Linked DNA regions of Mus musculus: all the other regions are linked to region 1. The links are chromatin contacts, called in public Hi-C, HiCAR-type and promoter capture Hi-C maps. All regions are on one chromosome and are shown on one strand. The core of a region is the stretch at or near the end of the contact, and the rest is flanking DNA. Distances in the headings are between cores, read along the strand shown. Region 1 holds the start of Ndufs1 (NADH:ubiquinone oxidoreductase core subunit S1). Region 2 holds the start of Acadl (acyl-Coenzyme A dehydrogenase, long-chain). Region 3 holds the start of Nop58 (NOP58 ribonucleoprotein). Region 4 holds the start of Wdr12 (WD repeat domain 12).

What was found. Promoter capture Hi-C pulls out the DNA fragments that hold promoters and counts their contacts. Hi-C and Micro-C count contacts between places; a contact is called where the count stands out from the background. HiCAR-type assays count read pairs that join an accessible place to other places.
Region 2: a contact with region 1 is called in a promoter capture Hi-C map of pre-B cells, with 3 times the contacts expected there. The contact joins the promoter of Acadl here to the promoter of Ndufs1 in region 1. A contact is called at or near these places in 2 of 39 promoter capture datasets (liver and pre-B cells).
Region 3: a contact with region 1 is called in a Hi-C map of B cells, with 7 read pairs. The contact joins the promoter of Nop58 here to the promoter of Ndufs1 in region 1. A contact is called at or near these places in 6 of 39 promoter capture datasets (the C10 cell line, cranial neural crest, hippocampal neurons and 3 more), 2 of 484 Hi-C or Micro-C datasets (B cells and CD4 T cells) and 2 of 9 other capture datasets (adipose tissue and liver).
Region 4: a HiCAR-type map of astrocytes shows a contact between it and region 1, with 2.8 times the contacts expected there. The contact joins the promoter of Wdr12 here to the promoter of Ndufs1 in region 1. A contact is called at or near these places in 2 of 484 Hi-C or Micro-C datasets (CD4 T cells and embryonic stem cells) and 1 of 115 datasets of contacts at active chromatin or transcription factors (astrocytes).

Annotation. Positions count from the first base shown.
Region 1 is chr1:63,174,753-63,178,425 of GRCm38.p6, forward strand. Ndufs1 (NADH:ubiquinone oxidoreductase core subunit S1) reads right to left here and starts at 2,070. Exons shown (of 19, transcript NM_145518.2): 1 at 1,834-2,070. It overlaps Eef1b2 (eukaryotic translation elongation factor 1 beta 2), which reads left to right and starts at 2,079. Exons shown (of 6, transcript NM_018796.3): 1 at 2,079-2,539; 2 at 3,002-3,124. The coding sequence starts at 2,460.
Region 2 is chr1:66,861,581-66,865,253 of GRCm38.p6, forward strand. It overlaps Acadl (acyl-Coenzyme A dehydrogenase, long-chain), which reads right to left and starts at 1,729. Exons shown (of 11, transcript NM_007381.4): 1 at 1,593-1,729. The coding sequence starts at 1,669.
Region 3 is chr1:59,683,034-59,686,706 of GRCm38.p6, forward strand. Nop58 (NOP58 ribonucleoprotein) reads left to right here and starts at 1,973. Exons shown (of 15, transcript NM_018868.2): 1 at 1,973-2,193. The coding sequence starts at 2,149.
Region 4 is chr1:60,095,917-60,099,589 of GRCm38.p6, forward strand. Wdr12 (WD repeat domain 12) reads right to left here and starts at 1,991. Exons shown (of 13, transcript NM_021312.5): 1 at 1,591-1,991. The coding sequence starts at 1,631. Carf (calcium response factor) reads left to right here and starts at 2,331. Exons shown (of 16, transcript NM_139150.5): 1 at 2,331-2,391.

The sequences.
Region 1 (3,673 bases), core at 820-3,319:
CCTAAAACGTAAAGGTAGGCTGCATTGGGCTGTATGCAGAGTACAAACAACAAACAAGCCCACAATACTAAATTGAAGGTAAATTATCGATTTTGTTACCTACTAGACTGTAAGTTCCTTGACAAAAGATTTGGTTATTTCTCTTTTCTGAAGACTAGCAAGTCCCCAAATAGTTTTGCACCAAATTCCAGAATGAGCAGTACATAGCTCATTTTTAACAAGTACTGATGAGGCCAAGCACAGGGCCAATGCTTGTGATTCCAGCACTGGGAAACCTAAAGCATGAGAATCATGAATTTGAGGCCAGCCTGATCTACACCCATGAAGCTTCATCCCATAAAAACAGCCTGCACTACATCAAGAGTTTGGGGATAACCTGGCTTCTACACTGTACAGTTTGTTTTACTGGGGTTTTCTACTTGGTGGGGTTTGTTTGTTTGTAGACAGACCTCATGTACCTCAGACTGGCTTCACACTTGCTATGAAGTCAAGGATTAACTTGGACTCCTAAACTTCAGGCCTCCACTTCCCAAGCAAGGAGCAGAATTATCAACACGCACCACCATGTCCAGATTGGTATATATTTTACTGTTGTTGTTGTTGTTGACATTCATTTACTTACTCCGTGAGTGTCACCATAAACACACAAGGAGGTGGGTGGGGCGGGTGCCTGTGAAAGTTAAAGGACACCCTTTGAAAGTCAGTTCTTTCTTTCCATCAATGTGGGTCCTGGAGATCTAACTCAGGATGTCAGGATTGGCAAGCATCATTTCCAACTAAGATCTTTCCCAGCTCTAATATGTATTTTAGACATAGTATCTACCAAATAGGAACAAAAATAGCCAGTCAAGTCAGGGATGTAGCTCAGTTAGTAGAGTCCTTACCTAATCACACACAAAGTTCTCCGTTCAATCCTCACATCTCAGCCTCCCCTTTCTGGAATTACAGACAGGTACCATCATCACACCCTGGCTCTAATATCTTGGCTGTATCTTATAAAAGTAACTTTCTAAAAGGCGCTGATGAGCTGGCTTAGAATATTAGATTTAGTGATGGGGTGGGGGTGGATCCCAGAAATCTGTTTGGTCTTACAGACATGAACCTCACAAACTTGAAGACACCGCAGCTTCCTGATCTGCAGCGGACTCCAGGCTAACTTTTTAAGATTCATTTTTAGTTTATGTGTGCATGTGCTTATCTGTGTGTGGGTAATGTGCACTTCTAAGTGCCGGTGCTCACAGTCCAAAAGAGAGTGGAGAATTCCCTGATAAGGTTACATGGCAGCTGGGAGTCTTCTGACTGGGCTAGTGGGAACCGAACTCGGATCCTCTCTGCAAGGCACTCTTAACCGCTTGACTCTCCCTCCAGCTCCGACTGAGCTAACTTTTAGTTTTTGTCAGTTCTCCCCGTCGGTGGAATGAATAAAATACTACCCAACATGATCACCGGGCTAGACAAAAACAAACAGTAGCGTGGACAGGTTCAAGACAGCAACTAAACCGATGCCTGAGGTTTAAGTCTCTCGTGACCCTGGGAGATGAACCGGTCTCCTGATGACAGGGCCATCTCCTGTCTTCCCCTGCAAAGAGAGAGTAGCTCGCAAGCCCGGACTCCCAAAGGTCTCCTGATCGGCTTAGGCTCCATCAGACCAGAAACCAAGGCTCATAACCCTCACCTGCCGGCTCTCCCGGGTTCCAGAGGTGGCGGGGCAGGAGCTGGTACCCAGTCAAGGGCAAGAGGAGAACGGCTTGTCTGACCTATGGGATGCAGACCTGCCAAAAAAGAAAACACCACTCGAAGCGCTTCAACTTGCCCACTTCAACGCGTCCTCACCTTTCCTCCGGAGCCCACCGAGTAGTTCCGCGGACCTGTCCGGGTCTCCCTGACCCCTCAAAACCCTGGCCGCTAAGTCAATATGGCGGCCACGGCAACCTCTGTCAGCCCGACCTGGAGGACGGAAAGCCAGGAGGGACTAGAAACACAGATTCGACTGTTTTTCCCCGTCTTCGGACCTGTTCGGCAATTTCCGAGAGCGAGCCCGGGAGGAAGCGGAGAAGACGACTTGGACCTGCAGTTCCGCCGGAAGTAGCCGAGGCCTTGCGTCCGAGCGCTTTCGTTCAACTCCGGCTCCTCAGAGGGCGTTTCCCTTCGTTTCGGAGTCCTTGGAGCGAAGGCATTTTAAAATGCCTCCTTTATTAATTTTCTTCCAAAGACAAGGGAAGGCCGGCGGACGACCTGTGGGCCCTTTAGTTACCAAGTCGCAGTGGTACGCGGAGGACCGAGACTAGGAACGGACCTTGACCTTTAACCTCTAGCCGGGGCGGCGGAGGGAAACGCCTCCGTCTCTATATAAGGAGTTTTCCGGACGCTCTGGGTCCTTTTTTTCCCTCAGCGCTGGCCGCGGCCTCCCGGCGCTCTCGTCCTCCGCTTTTGCACAGCTCCCCGTTCCAGCCTTCGCCATGGGATTCGGAGACCTGAAAACCCCTGCCGGCCTCCAGGTGCTCAACGATTACCTGGCGGACAAGAGCTACATTGAGGGGTGAGCAGGAGCCGAGAGGCTGGGGGGCCGGGGCCACGTGGCGCGGGCTCGGCGGGAAGGAAGCGGGTCTCCGGATGCTGGGGGACGCCGAGTCAGTGCTCCCGGGGCCGGGATGCCAATGGAGCGGGACCTCCCGGGAGGGGCTGCCAGCATTATAATTGAGATGATGCTTGCTCTCCGTGTGCCCACGTCCAGCTGGTTCTTCCGCGTCTTTGGACAAGTTAGTTTGTTAGTTGAAACCTGTGGCAAGTCTGGTGGGATGAGTTCTCCTGGGTGGCAGATAGTTCTTGGGCTTGCCTAGATTCAAACATGTTCTGTGTCCTTTCAATGAGAAGCAACTTAGGCTAGCCCTGTAATTGTTCTCACTAGTTAGCTTGACGGATATGGGCTATGTCATTTACCAGCTAGTGTTTGTGTCTTTTCTTTTAAAGGTCTGTGCACTTGTTTTTGTGTCACTGGCAGGTACGTGCCATCACAAGCAGACGTGGCAGTATTTGAAGCAGTTTCTGGTCCACCACCTGCTGACCTGTGTCATGCCCTACGTTGGTATAATCACATCAAGTCGTATGAAAAAGAAAAGGCCAGGTAAAGGTATCTTTGTGCTACCTGGATTTTCACATGCAAAGTAGGGACCGGGTTAAAGTTGGCTTTAGCATTGCTGACCTAGTGTGAGCTGAATTTCTTTGTGACCTTACAAGGCCAAGAGACTGAAGTCCTCCATTTTCTCACAGAACAGGTAGAACATGGACAACCGCAGTTCACCTTTCCCACACCTCTCTGATCATGTGCTTTGGACCTGGGGGGGCCACCGCTGGGGTGTGAGGGTAGCTCGCTCATTCGGTCCCTGGCCATTCTTCTGAAACTACCAGCAAGGGTGGAAGTTTGGGGAAGTGGATTCCAGTTCACTAAGAATGGAAGTGAGCATACTTAATGAAATCTCAAACAGATGTTCATTCTGAAAGAGTAAGCCGTAGTGAGTACTGAATACAATGTCTCCCATGGGTGAAGAGTAAAGTTATTTGCCTGGGATTGTGCTAAAGGTTAAATAACCAGAAGAGAGTGGGAGTTCCTGGGAAAGGAAGATTGTGTGTTTTGCCTAGAAAGGGCTTTGACACTGACCTAATGTGGCAGAAT
Region 2 (3,673 bases), core at 479-2,978, 3.7 Mb after region 1:
ATCTGTCTGGGTCTTAAAATGGTACACCCTATAATATGCTAAGAAAAAAAATGTAATATTTCTAACTACAGAAAAAAGAAATGCATAAATAAACACTTTCCTGCTATCATTTACTTGGCAGTTAAGTTTGGTGAAACATCAATTTTCAGTTTGGAGACACCTGTACTGAACAAATCAATAGCCTTCAGGCTAGTGTCCGTTGTTTTCTCTGTCTTTTAAGTCAGGGTCTCACTAAGCAGCTCCAAGGAAGCTTCAAATTCATCATGATCCCCTGGCCTCTGCCTCCAGTGTGTGTGGAGGGGGAATTACAGGCCTGGGCCACCGCTTTAAAGCCTCATTTACATAAAAAAAAGTCAGACTAAATGAAATGACCCATTGGCACACTCAGGCCCTGGCAGCTGGATGTAAACGTTCTTGGGCTCAGCCTAGGCCTCGCTCCATAAATGCTGACTCAGACTGCCTTTCAACTGGATCGTTGGCCATTATACTCATAACCCTTTAAGAAACCCGTGACGATAAAACTATAGCTCCTGGCTCACTGACCATTCTCCAATAATCCTCTGTAAGGCAGAGCTTCTTCCCACACTTGAATCAAAATAAGATCATTTGGGGGGTTCTCTAATTAAAAAAATACAGAAATATTATTAACATAAAAAGAAATAAGAAAAGCTAGAACAATAGGAACACACCCTTTCGCAGCATCCAGCAATGAGTCAGCTGGCCTGTCCTTTGCCACCGATGCAGGTGTCTCTGTTCATCTTCAGGGTGCTCTAATTTTAAGAGCGTCAGAACATCACTTCCTCCGGAGAATAGAAAAGCATTCCTATCTTAAAGTCCTCGGAACTTTCCCAAGTCTCCTCCGGATGGATAAGCTTTACCACAGCACTGTATTGTACTTCGCAACAATGTGCTAATTAGCTCATTTAAATGTCCTGCCACCATAATTAACAAAGCTTTACACTTCCAGTCTGCTTTATCCAAGGAATGGATTTTTAGACAGGTAAAACTTGATCTCAGTATAAACACCCCCAAAAGTCTCTAAAGCTCTTGGGAGCTGCCCATTAATCCCTCTACATTTAATTAGTTTAAGGATTTAGTAATAAGTGTACAACTAATTTATCAGATGGGGCCTACGCCTGGACGCCTGAGTCGGGATGATTGAAGTTGCTCTGGTCTTCCGGTCCCCGCCTCCGCACACCAAGTCCCAAGTTCACTGTCAGGTGGCAGTCCCCAGTCTCCGTTCCAACTGGGCTAAAGGTCGCACTACTCGGTGGCAGAGCGCCCAGGGGGTGATCGCTCCCGCTAAAGCTGGGACAACACTTTCAAAGTCAGTTCACGGGACACTGTAGGACGTGGGGCGGGGCCCAGGCCTGGAGCGAGCATTAGGGGTTGCCTTGCCTTTTGGGGCGCGGCGGACCGTGGTGGGGACACCCCGAGTTCTCCACGCCACAGCGGGCAGCCCCGGGTTCCGGAGAGAAGGCCCGGTCCCTTCCTCCGGCCGCGTCGCCCCGGCTTGACCGTAGCGCGTCACACCCCATCCCCAGAGCTCCGCCGCCCCGGCTGCCGGTACCCCAGGCTGTACCCGCACTCACCGGGCGGAGGGCAGCGGGCGTGGCGCCGAGCGGGCGCTCAGGACGCGCAGGGAGCGGAGGAGCAGGCGCGCAGCCATGGCGGGATGGACGGCGGCGGACGGGACTGGCGGGCTCCGCGGCGGGGGCAGGCGGACAGAGGGGCGGCCGGACGGCGGGACGGTGGGGCGGGCCTCGGGGACAGCCAACTGCGGGCCGCAGGGCGGTGCCGCCAGCTCGGGCGGGGTCTGCGCCAGGCTCTGCGCGACGCCCCGTGCGCCCTCCCCTCCCGGCTGCAGGGCTGAGCGAGGGTTCCCTGGAGAGTCGTCCCACCCCCGCACTGAAAGGTGCATGGAGTTAATTTTCTAACTTCGGAAAGCTCTCTGAATGTCGATAAATGTATGAGTACTCACTGTAAAGGATTGTGCTGATTTGGTTTGGGTTTTTTGTTTGTTTTGGTTTTGTTTTTTTCCTTGCAAACGTTTGTAGCTACTCTTTGAAAATAAATAAGTAAGTATATTTGATAACGGAATAACAATTGGTTCAATTCTCCAATAGTACTTGAACTCGCATATGGTTGTTTCCTTTTTTTGTTGTTGTTTTGGTTCAATTCAAGGACATGTATTATTTGGGTTTATGGATTTGATGATTTGTAATGGGAAATGCCTGACAGGTTTTGAACTCTAAAGAATGTGTACATTACATCGATTTCTAAGGAGGCAAGGGGGCCTTTCTAATAACAACAGTTACGGAATCTGAAATAGTGAAAGTGAAAGACATTTTGTGTTAGCAATCAACTACTGACAGCCCACTGAGTAGGACATACAGAAATGTTTCAAAGAAAAGCTTTAGGGTTTCACGGCACCAACAATCTGGAAAACATAGTCTTTTTTTATTTAAAAAAATAATTTTAGATTACATTTCATTCATGTGTGTCGTCTGTCTGTCGTGCACTCATGTGGAGTCCAGAAGTTCCTATCAGATGTCTTCATCAATTGCCCTCCAGGTTTCTCACTGAACCTGGAGTTTATAGATTTGGCTAGCCGGTTTGGTAGTGATCTACCTGTCTTTCTGCTTCCCTAGGGCTATGTTTACAAATGCTCAGAAGAGTCGTTTATTTTCTAGGAGTAACTTGATCTGGTTGGGGGTGGGGCTGTTTGTTTTGTCTTTTTTTTTTTTTCCCCGGGTTTCCTAGTGGCAGAATTAATGCAAATGGTGTGTGTCCTTGCTCTGTTGCATTCTTGCTAAGGCTAACTGGAGGCACGTTTGTTTAAGATCCTGTTCATCTGGTTTATCATGAAGTTATTGTTTCCTTTTATAAAATAAAAACAAACAAGTAGTGTGTGTGTGTGTGTGTGTGTGTGTGTGTGTGTGTGTGTGTGTACACTTATTCCTGGGGATCGGACTCAGGCCTTACACATACATATAAGAAACAAGCTTGTAAGTGTAGGATCAGCTGTATTCTAATGATATGAAAGGTTGAACAATAACCAGGATTTCACAAACCCCTTTGAGCCATATTTCTCTTGTAGGAGTATTACACATATTGCTTGAGAGTTCTACAGGCATGCCTTTTTAGAGGGTATGAGGCAGGGTTTCTTTGTATTGCGCAGACAACTGTCCCAAACTTCTGCACATTTAAACAATCCTCCTGCCTTAGTATCTGAGTAAGTAGGGCTTCTGACATTTGCCACGATGACGAAGGAAGGGCATGCTTTTAGTTATTGAAATGTCAATGGCAGCCTAAACTTGAGCATTAAAAGAAAATTAGGAAAAAGATGTGATGGGGAAATCAGGAAAGCTCTCCAGATGGAAGAAAGGAATCGATGGGCAAAGGAACCTGTCTAACTGGAAAGTTTATGTTGGAAAGTAGGAAATCCAGGCCAAGAGGGAGATAATCTCTGGGCAAGACCTTAGCAGAGAGTATAGTGCAAATTTATGTCTGCAACTTCCTGGATTTGAAGTTCTCAGTTTGGAGATTTAGTGGATCAGTTCTTGCAAAGGGCCAGGCTCACAGGTCTGCAGTGGTCACTGGCAGGCAATGATTGGCATTTTTAAATGAGTACTAAGTATCTAACCAGGTAGTTTACATTTGGTGTGATAGG
Region 3 (3,673 bases), core at 723-3,222, 3.5 Mb before region 1:
TTTCTTTGTACCATTTTTCCTTGACCCAGTACTTTGTTTAATACGATACTTCAGGGAATTTTCAGACAATTATTATCTTTGGACAATATCCAAATCTAAATCTGAGACAGTTCTGAAGGACAGTATTGAGAGAGTTGTGTAAGTGGCAATTTTCAAGGACAAATTCTGGAAAATGCATGCCAGCGATTTCTCATTCAGTAAAAGGCATCTTTTCCTTTTAGAAAAAAAAAAGATACAAATGTTTAGATGGAAGGAAAAGAATTTTCCTTCCTGAAGGCACTCCTTAATTTAAATCATAAGAATTACCTAATCAGATCCAACACAAAGGTACCTGGACACTGTTAAGCATGAACTGCAGGTAGAACTCTCCAGGAAATGATATTTGTATTAAGTACACAAGACATTAAATAGTTGGAGTTAAATATATGAAGAGACATGTGCTTCTGGCTCATCCATCTGGCTCTATGTTCTTTTCCCAAATCAAGCTATTATGGTGCTATCTCTGCCCCATTGTACTGTTGTTCTCTTCTTCTATTGCTTTCTCTTGTCTCCCTAAATATGGTAAATGTAACTGTAGCTATAATCAATTCTGCTCTTGCCTGCAGCCCTAGGAATCCCCTTGTATTCCCCATATGTCCATCTTTTCTGCTGTCCAAACAAGGATACTCTTTCCTCTTCATTCATACTGTAAAAGTGTTACAGAACGTCAAGTTGGTTAATCTTCCACAGTTTTCTGTAGATCCAAAATTAATGTTTAGAACTAGGCAACTAGGAACGTTCTACAGCTATTGGAAGCTAGATTTGTGAAGAACTGGGGTATTTAAATCTTGTCATTGAAAGTACATAGCCACACAGATATATCTAATCTTAGCACTCTGAAGGCTGAGGCAGGAGGACAATGATTCAAGGCCAACCTGGTCTAGATACTGAGGTCCTTTTTCAAAAAGCCAAAGCAAGGCTAGGGATATGGCTCAGTTAGTAGAGTGCTTGCCTACCATGTATGGAACCCAACCTTTGGTTCCATCCCCAGCACCAATAAAGTTGGTGTGGTGGCATATGCCTGTAACCTCACTACTGTGGAGGTGGGGGTGGGAGGACCTCTATGACTCAAACTTCTCTGGTCTACCTAGTTACAAGAGATAGTTACAAGGCTACATGGAGACCTTGTCTCAAACAAACAAATTGTTTTTGAGCAAGGTCATTCTCTACTTCCTACTGAGTTTGAGGCTAGTCTAAGATACATAAGACTTTGTTTTAAAGTAAATCCAGCCACTGAGGCTGAAAGTTTCCATAAAAGAAATTACATTGAGACATACATAAATTCATACCTTGGAATCATTTTAAACACAACCCTTCCCGCCTCCGAAAATATCTATATTTATAGCTATAAAAGAAATCTTTGCTAAAAACCTGTTTGACCAGAGAAGAACCACCAGGAAATGTTGCTGGTTATAAAAGTTTGCTTCCCTTGCAGAGGACCTGGTTGGGTTCCCAGCACCAACGTGACGGCTTACAATTGCCTACAACTCCGGTTCCAGGTCAGATCCCGTGGAACTCACTGATGGGACCCGAGTGCACGTCCTCATCAAGAAAAAGTGTTCTGTGTTGTTTTAAAATAAAATGTCCTTTACATGGCGGGGCGGGGCATAGCATAATGTGTTGTAAATCGTTTTGTGTGCTGTAAATTATACACATGTAATTTATATATTATATATAATACAAAATATAATGTACACAGAACTTTTTCTTCTTTACATGACCTAATAAACTGACAGCTTCCAGCCACAGTCCAAAACTTAAAAAAAAAAAAAAAAAAAAAGTCTCGCGATATTTTAAGGCCGTCTCTTTCCGGATTCTACTGTGGGCGGGAAAAACCCGGAAATGATCTCACGCTCTGCGGCATTGAGCGACCAGAAGTGACGTTACTTCCCAGAATTCTTAGAGAAGGAGACTCGCATATTTGCTGCTCCACGAGGAGAGGTGTGGAGCGGCTGAGCAACGTGGTCTGTTCGTCCGCGGGGAGGCGACGGCGTTTGCGCTCCCCCGCGTCCAAGGCCTAGCGGGTCTTCAGCGACTGAAAGGTAGTCATTTGCAGTGGCGTAAGGGCTCGCGGCTAGCCGCGTAGCGCCGCCCTGACCTGGTCTCATCATGTTGGTCCTGTTTGAAACGTCCGTTGGCTACGCCATCTTTAAGGTAGGTGAGATGGAGTTGTTGAGCTAAGAGGCTTATGTGGGACAGAGAGCTGGGTAAGATTTAAGGAGAGACGAACAACGGAACACATTTTAGTGTCTTCAAGTCCCCGGGCTCCGAAAAGATGTGAAAAATCAAGAGCCCGCTGGTTCAGGTGAACACGTGGCTTCTCCGAATTTAGGGCGACCTCTGCTTTACTCAGTTTAAAAAATGGGCAGGACCCTTTTTTACAAGTGACAATAAAGCGTTCATTTAATCACCTGAGGCTTTGTACATGTTAGATCAGCGCCCTGTCACCTAGTTACACCTCCAATCCAAGATCGGTTTAATGTTTATCTAATTTATGTATATGAGTACCCTATAGCTGTCAACAGACACACCAGAAGAGGGCTACAGATCCCATTACAGATGGTTGTGAGCCACCATGTGGTTGCTGGGATTTGAACTAGGACTTCTGGAGGAGCAGTCAGTGCTCTTAACCGCCGAGTTATCGCTCCAGCCTCAGATATTTATTTTGGGCTTTTCCAGATAGGGTTTCACTGTGCTGCTCAGGCTTTCCAGGAATTCCCTCTGTAGACCTGGCTAGCCTTGAACTCAGAGATCCACCTACCTCTGCGTCCTGAGTACTGGGATTAAAGGTGTGCATCATCACCGCCAGACTCTATTTACTTTTGAGGCAGGCTTTCCCTATGTAGGCTTGGCTGGCCCCTAACATTTCATTTATATTTAACTAGATTAAAGCTGGGGTCCAAGATCAGGGTCCTTCCAGGCATGATTGGAAGGTTTTGAGTAGTGAGTGGCTTTGTTTTTCCAAGACAGTTGTTCTCTGTGTAGTTCTGGCTGTCCTGGAACTCACTCTTTAGACCAGGCTGGCCTCGAACCCAGAAATCCGCCTGCCTCAGCCTCCCAAGTGCTGGGATTAAAGGCGTGGGCCACCACCGCCCAGCTATAGTTTGTTTTCTTTAAAGATTATTTTACTATGTGATGATAACAGGAGGAGGAGGAAGGTATACTGTGCTTTAATGTAGACAACATGAATGTTGTTAGGTCTCAGGACAAATGCTGAGGTGCTTATTATCATGGCAAGGCTGACTGGGCTGTACATTCTTCAGCCCAGAAACTGAGCTGGAACCCTTTCCCCAGCTTCATTGATTCCTGTATAACCAAGCCAGCTATACAGCTTTCTCTTGGTCTTCTGTTTTCTGTTGCTCTCTTCTTTCATGTCCCTGCTTTCAGGACACTTCTAGATGCCTCTGGCTGTATTCTTCCCCTGGTATCTATAATGAAACCTCTCGTGCCTAGGACTGTCATGTCCTTTTTTTAAAATTATTCAGTGAGTCTGCTTGAATACAGAAATTTGGACTGCAAGCAGTAGGATTGAAGGGGGTTTTTGTTTTAAGTAAGACATGGAGTTGTTGGGGACATGGTATTCACCATTTCCAGTTTGGTCTATGTGAGGCTTGCTCATGAGCTATCCTGATGT
Region 4 (3,673 bases), core at 741-3,240, 3.1 Mb before region 1:
ATTCATTAGAAAAGTGTCCAGAATAGGCAAATCTACAAATAGATGGTAAATGGATCAGGAGTTGACTTGGGTGGCAAGCATTCAAGGGATGGAGTGTCAACTAAAGAAAAGGCAGTTTAGAGCCAGGAGGTGGCGAACACCTTAATCCCAGCACTCAGAAGGCAGTGCCAACTGGAGGGAACAATTCTAGGACAGCCAGGTCTACACAAAGAAACCCTGTCTTGAAAAACCAAAAATACAACAAAAAAAGGGGGTGGGGGTGGTGGTTTTTTCCAAAAAGGATTGTGTGAATGTTTATACAACTCTATTAGTATGATGCACCTGAATTCTATACATTATGTATATATATATATATATATATATATATACACACACACACACACACACACATATATATATATATATATATTTTTTTTTTTTTTTTTTTTTTTTGGTTTTTCGAGACAGGGTTTTTCTGTATAGCCCTGGCTGTCCTGGAACTCACTTTGTAGACCAGGCTGGCCTCCAACTCAGAAATCCACCTGCCTCTGCCTGCCGAGTCGTGGAATTAAAGGCGAGCGCCATTATACATGTATCACCAGCAACGTTGACATCTATATGACTTATTAATATATAGACACAGAAGTACACACATACAAATATATACACACAGTCCTTGTTTTATCAACTAGAGAGAAGCCAAGGTCCTCTGAAATGAGGAAATTCCCTTATAGTGGTTGTCTGCAGGCAAGTCTGCGGGAACATTTTCTGGACTAATAACTGATGTAGGAGGAACCAGCCCACTGAGTAGAGCCACCCTGTATTTTAAAAGCAAACTTAGCTAGCTAGCCATTGGGAGAGCAAATGCAGCTTGCCCCCACCCCCACCCCTCACCTCTGGTTTCTGCTTCAGTTCCTGCCAGGAGTTCCTCCTATCTTGGCCTCCTCTGAGATGACTGTAACCCTTTCCTCCCCAAATTGCTTTTTGTCAGTGTTTTATCACAACAAGAGAAACCTAAGTTGGACACACTCACACAAAATACACCTAATCAAATCGGACACTGAATTGGCTTCATTCTAATTAAAAAAACAGCTCTACAAACTCCATAGCCAGTTTCTAGTCTGTTTGGGGGGGGGGGGGGGATGAAGTTGTGCTTTCAGAAACCACGAGACACCGTTAACGGACAAGCCTGTTCAACTCTCAAATTACTGACATGATGTGTGCAGCATGCAGAAAGCAAACGTGAAGCCCTGGTCCTCCACACACGTCAAATTATGAAAAGCTCATGAAAGTGGGTAGAAAACGGAGATTTAAGAAGACGTGAACACCGCTTCCAAATGAGACAGGGCAGAAGTGCGGGGCACGTGAAGGGGAAGGCGAATGAAGTCTTTTTTATTTTTTTCTATCAGTCAGCTTATCTTATTTGCAATAAATTCTTTTAATTGTAGCCATTATAATTATTAAAGTTCTTTCAACTTTGATTTACTAAAACCTTGTCCGTTTCTTCTTTAATGTATATCCCCAGTCAAAACAGCAAGGATCAAATCGAAGGAGTCTTCAAACGAGATCGGCTCCTGGAAGACAGGGACAGAAGCTGGAACCCTTACTTACTTCTTGTTCTCGCTGTAGAAACGTGCCTGGAGTTGTGCCATGGCTGAATATACACACGAGACTTCTCCACGAAAATGTGTGCGTTGATAATCAAGCAGCTCTAAGGTAGACTGCGCCGCAAGCGCAGCAGGAGCTAGGCTTCAGTTAGCTCCCTCAGGTTCCTACAGAACATACCACGAGGTTCGATTTCCACCAGCGCCCAGCCCGCACACATCAAGTACCTATTCCGAGATTTAGGAAACATCGATTAGTCAAGCGTAGTCCTAAAAGCATCCAGTCCCCTTAAGACTTTTGTTTCTTATCTATCTAGATTCGTAATCTATTAGGAAAATAAAGAAAATAACTAGCTTGAGCCAAATTTTAAGCGTGTCTTTAGACCCAGACCCTTTAGACTCAGCGCTCAGATACTACAAACCCCAGAAGGGAGCGCGTTTCAGACCCTCTGAACACTGGGAGTTGTAGGCTTTATTTATTTTGCCACACCGCATTTAGGGTCTCATATCTGCTTTTAATACTCCTTTCTCCGGGCAGATATTACACTTCCTGCTTCTTTATTCTGAGTGACAAAGGTCCCATCTGTTCGTCTTGTGTGCACTGTTCCAACAGCCAAATTCGGCCGAGACCATGTGTTCTTACCTCTGGCTTCAGAGCGGAAACTCGGGAAAGGAGAACGAGTCGGAAGGGAACTGGGCGACGGTGGCTGAGAAGGGTCTAATCTGATGGACCTGCGCTGCGCCTCCAGGAGGGGTGCGCCTGCGCATTGTGCTGGTCTCCACGGCGCGGCCTCGGAGCCAAGACGAGGTTGAGTAGTCTCGTTTTGAATTTTCTCCCTTCTGCTTACGGCGGACTCCCCTCTCGCGTTGTGGGGCTCGCTGCGGCGGCAGGGTTGGGGGAGCCGGAGGCCTGGCAGAGCTGTCTGTGCCCAGCGACCGGACGCTCCCTCCCAACCTCCCTTCGTCCCCCTGCCGCCTCCTCCCGTCACCTCCTGACCCTCCCGGGCTGGGAGCAACCGCCGGCCCCCGCCCCCGGCCGTCGCCGGACGCCGCTGTGCGCTGTCCCTGCGCCCTCGTCCGCCTCCACGGCGGCTCCTTCGCCGTGGGCCCGGGAGGGGCCCCGCGGCCGGGAGAAGGCAGGCTGCCGCAGGGGGAGGCGAGGTGTCTGTCCCGCAGAGGGTGCGGAGCCCGAGAACGCACCACCGCCACGGAGCATCCGAGTCCTGGGCCGGAGCGCCCGCCCGAGAGGGGCCTCTCCCCTCCTTTCCGAGTCTGACGTTTAGAAAAGTGTCCTCTGCACCTTCTCCCCTGCTTTCGGGCTTCTTTTATTATTATTATTATTATTAATTATTAATTATTTTTTTAATCTTGATGTCACTCAAAGGCTTGTCTCGGTCTCAATGGTCTCGATTATTACTCTAGTTATTTTCCTGAGTGGAGAATAGATGGGGGCTATTACTCTTAAGATCCCAAAGTCACTTTTTTAAGGCATTCGTCTGAAAACCTCCGGGGGTAGGGTGGGGTACAGGGACACACTACTCTGAGACAGCAATTTAGAGTCAGGCAGAACTGGATTGCAAAATGTGTTGGCTTAGCGGTATGAGTGAACCAGTGAATATGGTGAGAGGTTTTCTATATGTCGCCTAATTAAATTTAAATCCGTAGAAAACTAGAAGTTATCTAGTCAGTTGGAGGCGAAAACAATCATTTGTTAAGTGGACAACGACCCAAAAAGCATGACTGTTCTCAGTTTATTCATTTTACAGAATTGCATGCCCCATTACAGGAATGCCTGAATTTGATTCTACCTGTTACTTAACCTCTGTGCCACACTAAGATTAGCTGTGACAATTTAATGTCGCATAAGAAGCACTCAGAAAATGTTAACTATTTTTCTCATAAGAGCTACCAATAGAAGTTTTTACCACTGATGTAGGTGGAGGCATAAAATGAGAAAAACCTCTGCCCAAAATACAGGGAAAAAAAATTTCCTTGTTCAGATTGGGTTTGCTGATAACAGTGTTACCAGACGAATTAACTATTGAATTTTTACTGATAACATATAACTAATTAAAACATCATTTTAAACT